Regions from separate parts of the Sus scrofa genome. Here region 2 is linked to region 1. Evidence: chromatin contacts called from public HiChIP or PLAC-seq data. All regions are on one chromosome and are shown on one strand. Each heading gives the region's core, a stretch centred on a gene start, on an enhancer-like site or on the middle of the called end of the contact. The rest is flanking DNA. Distances are from core to core; before and after follow the strand shown. Region 1 has its middle 50 kb from the start of IMPA1. Region 2 holds the start of FABP5 (fatty acid binding protein 5).

Region 1 (3,909 bases), core at 361-2,860:
TAAGTGAGATAAATCAGACAGAAGATGACAGATATCATATAATCTCATTTATATGTGAACCCTAAGAAAGTCAAATTCCGAGAAACAGAGAGTAGAATGATGGTTACCAGGGGCTGGGGGAAATGAGGGAACCAGTGAAATGTTGGTCAATGGGTACAAACTTCCAGTTGTGAGGTGAAGAAGTCCTGGAGATCTGATGCATCACAATGATTATGGTCAACAGTACTGTATCGTAGATCTCAGAGTTTTCAAGAGACAAGATCTCAAACATTCTCACCACAAAAAAGAAATAATAACTATGTGATGTGATAGAAGCAGTAGTTAACACTACAATGGTTATCATATTGCAATATGTTAAGTGTATCAAATCAATACCTTCGTACATCTTAAACTTAACACAATGTTATACCTCAATTACATCTTAATTTATTTAAAGGAAAGAAAAGAAAAACTAAGAATTTCTTTTTTTTTTTAGAAATGTGACTTTTTAATTCAGGTTTATTCATTTCTCTTTATTCATCCATTCAACAAATATTCATTAACTGTCTGGCCTATACTAATGGTGGTGCTTAAATGCTGGGAATATATTGGTTAGAAAGAACGGTGTGTTCTGTTAAGAAAATTTTCCATACCCGGAAAAAAAAAAACAACTTTTTTAAAAGAAACATACCAGAGCATAGCTTCATTCACCCAAATTCTCAGTGATATTCAAGTTAGGTCCTGATTCTCAGAATTAATACATTTGCAAATGTTCAGGTTCTAATTACAAATATGCTTACTTTGTTAAAGAAAAAAAAATGTAAGAACCTGAATTTTGATGGTACTATATTGGTTCAGTTTATTAATGCTTGAAATTGAAACTGGTACAATTATATATTCTGAGATAATTTCCAGTTTGCTTTTTTTAATTCATAGTAATTTCTGAGCATTAAGTAATATGGGTGAATTTTTGACTCTAAAACTTAAAATCTTTTTTCTGAATCACAAAATGAGTCCATTAAATAAACCTGTTCCTTTAATCCAAAAAGACAGTGGTCTACTCAAGGACTGCTTTGTTATTTTTTTGCACAGAGTAGACACACATGTACTGTTGCCTAAAATGTAGACTTACAAAACAAAGATAAGACCAGAATCTAATCTTCCTTGGTGGTTTTAAGACACTTTCCATAGAAGCATATCTTCCCAGTGAGAATTTAGATAATGATCCCAATCTAATCCCCTGGAAGTTTCCATTGTCCCCAGAAAGCACGGTTCCAAAAAACCCTTTCACCGGTACACTGGGCACAAGTCCAGCTGATGATGCTTAACCGCCCATTGAATTATTTGCAACAGGCCTTTCTGCCTACATTTTAAAGTTTGGCTTGAAAGAGAAGCTGTAGCGAGGCAATGGGCTTTAGTCAAATACATAACAAAATAGTTTATAGAGATATCAAATTCTATCTTATTCTTCCTATAGCTTAAGATTCAGGAGAGAGTGAGACTTTTTTTCTCTCTTCCTTGATTCTTTTCTTTTTTTCTTTTAATTGCCACATCTTTGGTATATGGACGTTTCCTGGCTGGGGTCAAACAGGAGCTGCAGTTGCCAGCCTACGTCACAGCCACAGCAACACTGAATCTGAACCACATCTGTCACCCACGCCTCAGCCTGAGGCATCACAAGATCCTTAACCCACTGAGTGAGGCCAGGGATCAAACCTGCATCCTCGTGGACACTACGTCAGGTTCTTAACCCACTGAGTCACACCAGGAACTCCTCATCCTTACATTTTTATCCAAGTAATTTCATCTTGGAAGCTTTTGTTGTTGACAAGAAATAAGATGTCTTTTTAAAAATTGAATTATAGTTGACATAATATTGTATTCATTGCAGGTGTACAGCACAGTGAAATACAATGAAGGAAACCTTTAACAAAACAAAAAGGCAACCTACTAAATGGGAGAATATATTTGCAAGATGACTTTGTTTTAACAGCCTGACCTTGAAGATGCCGTAGAGCAAATCTCTAAAACCAGGTCTAGACAGGGGTGATTGGAGGGGACAGATTTAGAAGAGGCTGGTTTTCAAGAGGAGTAGCAGCCCAGGGTCTCCCGCTGAGTAGAAACGCTGAGGTTCCACAAAGGACTTGAAGGCTGGGTAGCAGGTTTGAAGGGAGGAAGAGCAGGCTCTCAAGGGCTCTTCCACCTCGGCTCAGCCTGGAGGGGCCACACAGCTGCCCACCTGCAGGGCTTGGACAAGGAGGACTTCAGCTGTGGTCCAAATGTCTACACCTTAATGTCCTTACTTCTGGAAACACTCCCTTTTGACCCTCAGGAAACAGAAGGAATTCCCCCGAAACCTGAGATTAGGAAGACAAAGCTCACAACCAGATTTGATTTGATATTGAACAAATAAAGGAATGTGACATTTCTTTTTCTTTTTTCTTTTTTTTTTTTTTTTGTCTTTTGTCTTTTTAGGGCCACACCCATGGCATATGGAGGTTCCCAGGCTAGGGGTCCAGTTGGAGCTATAGTCGCTAGCCTAAGCCAGAGCCACAGCAACATGGGACCCGAAATGCTTCTGTGACCTACCCCACAGCTCAGAGCAATGCCAGACCCTTAACCCACAGAGCAAGGCCAGGGATGGAACCTGCGTCCTCATGGATACTAGTCAGATTGTTTCCGCTGAGCCACAAGGGGAACTCCAGGAATGTGACATTTCTTAGACCCAAGTGTTATGCAATAAGTCCACTGCCACACACATGCCCTGCCTCGCCTGCTCCAGCTCTCAGGTTTTTTGTTTGTTTGTTTTTTTGTCTTTTGTCTTTTGTTGTTGTTGTTGTTGTTGTTGTTGTTGTTGTTATTGTTGCTATTTCTTGGGCCGCTCCCACGGCATATGGAGGTTCCCAGGCTAGGGGTTGAATCGGAGCTGTACTTGCCGGCCTACGCCAGAGCCACAGCAACGCGGGATCCAAGCCGCATCTGCAACCTACACCACAGCTCACGGCAACGCCGGATCGTTAACCCGCTGAGCAAGGGCAGGGATCGAACCCTCAACCTCATGGTTCCTAGTCGGATTCGTTAACCACTGCGCCACGACGGGAACTCCAGCTCTCAGGTTTTTAAGCTAGACACCTCCAGAGGAGAATATTTAAAATATTAAAATATATAACATGTATATATATAGGTGTGTATATATGTATATATGTGTGTATATATATATATATATATATATCAGAGTTACCATTGTGGCTCAGCAGGTTAAGAACCTGACACGGTGTCCAGGTTGGATCCCTGGACTTTCTTCTCAGTGAGTTAAGGATCCAACTTTGCCATAAGCTGTGGCGTAGGTGGTAGATGTGGCTCAGATTTCTCCTGGCTGTGGCCTCAGGTGCAGCTCTGATTCAACCCCTAGCCTGGGAATTTCCACATGCCACAGACAGGGCCTTAAAAAAAAAAAAAAAAAAAAAATATATATATATATATATATATATATATCTTAGCAAATGTTGCTGCTTAAAATGAGTAGCTGTGTGGGCTTTCAGATTTAATGGTATTTTTAATGCATTATTTGTTTATAGGATAAGTAGAACAGGGCTCATGAAATTTAAACTTTGCAAATTCCACTTCCACATTAGATAGAAACTGGGTCCTGAAAGAGTTGGAAGGTCATAATTATTTAGCTATAAGAACAAAGTGGAGGCTTGTTTGGAACAAGCCATACATCGCACAGAAAGATATGATCTGGTATAAGCCTCAAGGGGAAAATCAGCTCTGATGATACCAGTGACACAGGGTGGGGCTCAGGAGCAAGCCTGCTGACATGTCTGGAGACTTAAGTGCAAACAGCAGGTAAGAAGCCTGGTTTAAGCTTGAGTCTATAAACAGTAGGAGGGAGGAGCGATTCAAGTGTGGTCTTAAAGCTGATAGTTT
Region 2 (3,909 bases), core at 876-3,375, 290 kb before region 1:
TTCCAGTACTGACTCTTGGCTATCATTACCATATTCTATACAAAAATGGATAAAACCTGTTGAACTAACACATTGAAAATGAAAGTCCTGGGAGTTCCTGTTATGGCTCAGCAGAAACGAATATGACTAGTATCCATCAGGATGCAGGATACTGGCCTCACTCAGCGGGTTAAGGATCCCGCGTTGCCTTGCTGTGGTGTAGTTCACAGACGCGGCTTGGATCCTGCATTGCTGTGGCTGTGGTGTAGGCCAGCAGCTACATCTCCGATTTGACCCCTAGCCTGGTAACCTCCATATGCCATGGGTGCGGTCCTTTAAAAAAAGAACAACAACAACAAAAAAACAAAGTCCAGGAGTTCCCTGGTGGCCTAGTGGTTAAGGATCTGCCAATGTCCCTTCAGTGGCTTGGGTCACTGCTATGGTGTGGGTTCCATTCCTGGCCCAGGAACTTCCACATGCCTTGGATGTAGCCAAAAAATAAGAAAAGAAAGTTAAAGAAAAATAAGAAAGAAAAGAATGAAAGTTCAAACACATAGAAGCTGCTTCTCCAGGAGGCAGGAGGAGCTGGCTGTGCTTAGGGTCTGGAAGCCAGAACTTACTTCTTTGAGCAAATGATGTGCTCAGCCGCCCTCAGAACATGAAGTTCTTCTAAGCAGTAGAGGTGTGGAACATGCAGGCCCTGAGTGGCACAACTACGTGGCCTGAGTCATTCAGTATTAAAATCATACCACACGGAAGATGGAGGTGACCACAAAATTAGGGCAGGAACTTGAAAGGGCTATGGCGCTGGGGAGTAAATGTCCTGAGGCATGCTGGAAGATGACAAACCAACCTCAGCTTTCAGTTCAAGGAAGGTACAAGAACTAGTGTCTTGGTATAATTCAGGGCTGTAGCTCCTATTCTTAATCCCATAAGGAGGACAGGGAGCTAGGGGCAGTCAGGTGTGGTCCTATTTCATAAGCTCTTGAATGAGAAGGACTTGGGCAGGCATTCTGGTTCTGCCACTCTGCAAACTTTCCCTGCCTGATTTCCCTTTCAGAAAATTGGAGTAACCCTCTGTAGCACAAAACGGAGTGGAGAGCAGAGTTAATGGGTATAAGGTGGCCAGGAAGTACAGCATTCAGCATAAGTGGCTACTCAACAAATAGACCTTACCTCCACCAAGGTGGCTACCCTCTGTGTGTGGCAACTTCCTCACCTCACACCAACTCACTCCCACAGGCACCTGGGAGCACAAAGTAAGATACTGTGACACGCACACTTTGAAAAGCATAACATTCTATACCCAGTATAGGATATTCTTAGGATTAAAGGTGAAGAGGGAATGCATTGGAGTCTTAAGACTTGGGAGTCAGAGAGGAAAGCTTGAAGGGCTCACTCAGCGGAAAATACAAATAATAATACTTTCTTGAACGGGAACACTTAATAGCAAGGGCAGTCACTTAAGCTGATAGCTTCTACAGTCTCAGTTTGGAAACCGAACTTCCTGGGACTTTTCCAGCTACCCGGCACCTTCTGATAAAATGATCTAACTTAACTCAGGTATATTCCCATCCAGAGACCCCAGTTAGGCTGGGAGTGCCCTGAGCGTGGGAAGAAAAAGTTCTCTCCCCAGGGGCTAAGAGACAGGTTTGTCCCCTGACTATGAGCAGTGATTAGGGACGAAAAGAAGTCTACCAATCCATCAGTCACTCAAACCAATCCCTACCCTCGGAGCCCAGCGAATGCTAATCTATTCGTTTGGGGGTGTTTTGAATGGAAGAGAGGCGGCGGCTGGTGGATCCTCTGGCCCAGGAAAGACATGTCGTGTCCGCCGGTAGCGCCCCCCCCGGTTTACTGGACTTGCAGAGGCACGAGAACGGGCAGGGCCTGGCGTCCGGGGCGGCGTGGGGCACGCCGGGCGAGTCCCCGCTTGCAGGAGGCGCCAGGGGAACCCTCGCAGAGGTGGCAGGTGGAGCTGGTTCGCACGTACGGACCCCCCGGGAGTTAGGCCCGGGGGCTTGGGGGGCGGGGAGGGGAGGCGGGGAGGCGGGACGGGCGGGTGAGGCGAGCCTCTCATTGGCCGCAGGGAGCCTCCCAGCGCGCGCGCCGCCTTTATAAAGCAGCCGCAGTGGCCCAGCGGCTGCACGCCAGGCTCCCGGCACCCGCACGCCAGGCTCTAGGCACCAGTCCGCTTATTCGCTCCGCACGCCCGTCCGCGCCCGCCATGGCCTCCATCCAGCAGCTGGTCGGAAGATGGCGCTTAGTGGAGAGCAAAGGCTTTGACGAGTACATGAAGGAAGTAGGTGAGGTTCGCCGCCACGCGGCACGACAGCGTGGCACGTGTGACTGTGTCCCTAAGGCACCCCCTCGGCGTGTTGGGCTCAGGGGCTAGGCAGGCTCAATGCCTACCCTCGATCCCCTTAGCCCCTTCCACATCCCACGCCCACCACGCGGGCGAGCGGCGGGGAGGGCGCCTCCCTTTCGTCCCAGGACCCTGGGGACCATCTGCCTCGTAGCTTGCCCCGCTCTCTGCTGCTTTCCCCTGCCCCACGCGGTGGCTCCGCACTGCTTCCTGCCCTTCAGTGCGCTCACCCCCTCTAACCTCCAGCTTCATGTCTTTGACTATCCAGGCAGCCCCCCTAACTTTCTGTTTTCCTTCCCCCACCACTCCTCCTGCTCCTTCCTCCTCCTGCCACCGTCCACTCTCTCACACTCGCCCCGTGGTGGTCGCACCCACTCGCCCTTGAGCACCCTGCAGCATCTTTTGTTCCTAGATGGCGCGCGGGTCCCCCTCCTTCGTCTCCGCGGGGACGCGGTTTCCATCAGAAACCCTTTAGAGAGTCTGGACCAGGCTTCCCGCTTCAGCCTCTATTCCGCTCCGGGGGCATCTCCCCCACCCCCAAGCCCTCCACCTTCTCTCGCTGGGTGCGCAGAACCCTGTGGGTTGGCACAACTCCCTGGGGAGCGTCGGGGCATCCTCGCCTTCAGGCCCCAGAACAGCGCTCAGAGGCGTGGCGCTGGCAGCGCTGACCTGCTGGCACCGCCTGGCCGGGCGCCACAGTGAGCCGGTGGCCTGTGGGAGGGGTGCGGTAAGATCACCCGTACTGGGAGTGGGCGAGCGCTGCGACCCTGGCCTCGGCATCTTGAGGGTGAGGAGCAAAGAGGCTTTGTTGGAAAACTGCAGTCATACAAACTGCCGGCCCTCCTGGGGCTGTTTTCTAACTAGTGTCCAACATGGGCGTGGCCTTGCAGAAAGCACTTAACATCTTAAAAGCCTTCCAAGGATGAGTGATTCTCAGGTAGGAAGATTCAAGTTCTCTGATTCAGAATAGTGCCTGATTTTCTTTTGTTGTTTTCCTAAGCTGGTGACACGGATTGTATGCTGTGTTGAGACTGGACAGATTAACAAATAAAGATGAACGTTGTTGCAGGCCTTTAGGAAGTTGGATGGTGTAGCATAGCAAAGATCCTATCTGAGACCACTGCTGGGACTGTGGGGATCCTTTAGATAGAAGCCGCCCTTGCACAAACGTTTACCTGAGTGCTTTCTGGTGCAGAAGTCACTACAGAGACCTAGGTCCTGTGGTACTTAGGTGACACTCCTTTACTAGCCTTTAGGCAAGACATCAGCTGGTTAAGGCTGGCTCCCTGGTGAATCTTGAGTGTGTTTATAATTCTATGAGTGAAACAGGAAGGCGGTGTTTTTTTTCTCCACTGTAAATCTAGATCAAGGTAACTGGAAAAAGCAACCTAACTGCACTCATAAGAAGTGCAACATTTGTGTGTTCACCTGTGTGAGGACCAAACAGAGGCTGTTTTCTGTGCCCCCTGAAAGAGGGAATGTGTTTATCAGATGGCTACTTTCCAGAGTTCTAGAGTCATGAAGGTTGTCAAGGCTCAATTCAGCAGAGAGCAATCAAGGTGTGG

What was found. HiChIP or PLAC-seq counts read pairs in DNA pulled down with a chosen protein or histone mark.
Region 2: a contact with region 1 is called in an H3K27ac HiChIP or PLAC-seq map of alveolar macrophages. The contact joins the promoter of FABP5 here to the enhancer-like site in region 1. A contact is called at or near these places in 5 of 47 Hi-C or Micro-C datasets (embryonic fibroblasts, heart right ventricle, mesenteric adipose tissue and 1 more) and 2 of 2 datasets of contacts at active chromatin or transcription factors (alveolar macrophages and skeletal muscle).

Annotation. Positions count from the first base shown.
Region 1 is chr4:54,992,647-54,996,555 of Sscrofa11.1, reverse strand. No RefSeq gene overlaps it. Among named protein-coding and RNA genes, the nearest start is that of IMPA1, 50 kb to the right of the region's middle. Within about 2 kb of position 1,610, at least 4 of the 83 cell types and tissues checked have an H3K27ac peak or open chromatin away from gene starts, as enhancers often do. A contact at or near this core is called in alveolar macrophages, where this site is marked.
Region 2 is chr4:55,280,801-55,284,709 of Sscrofa11.1, reverse strand. It overlaps FABP5 (fatty acid binding protein 5), which reads left to right and starts at 2,125. Exons shown (of 4, transcript NM_001039746.2): 1 at 2,125-2,285. The coding sequence starts at 2,207.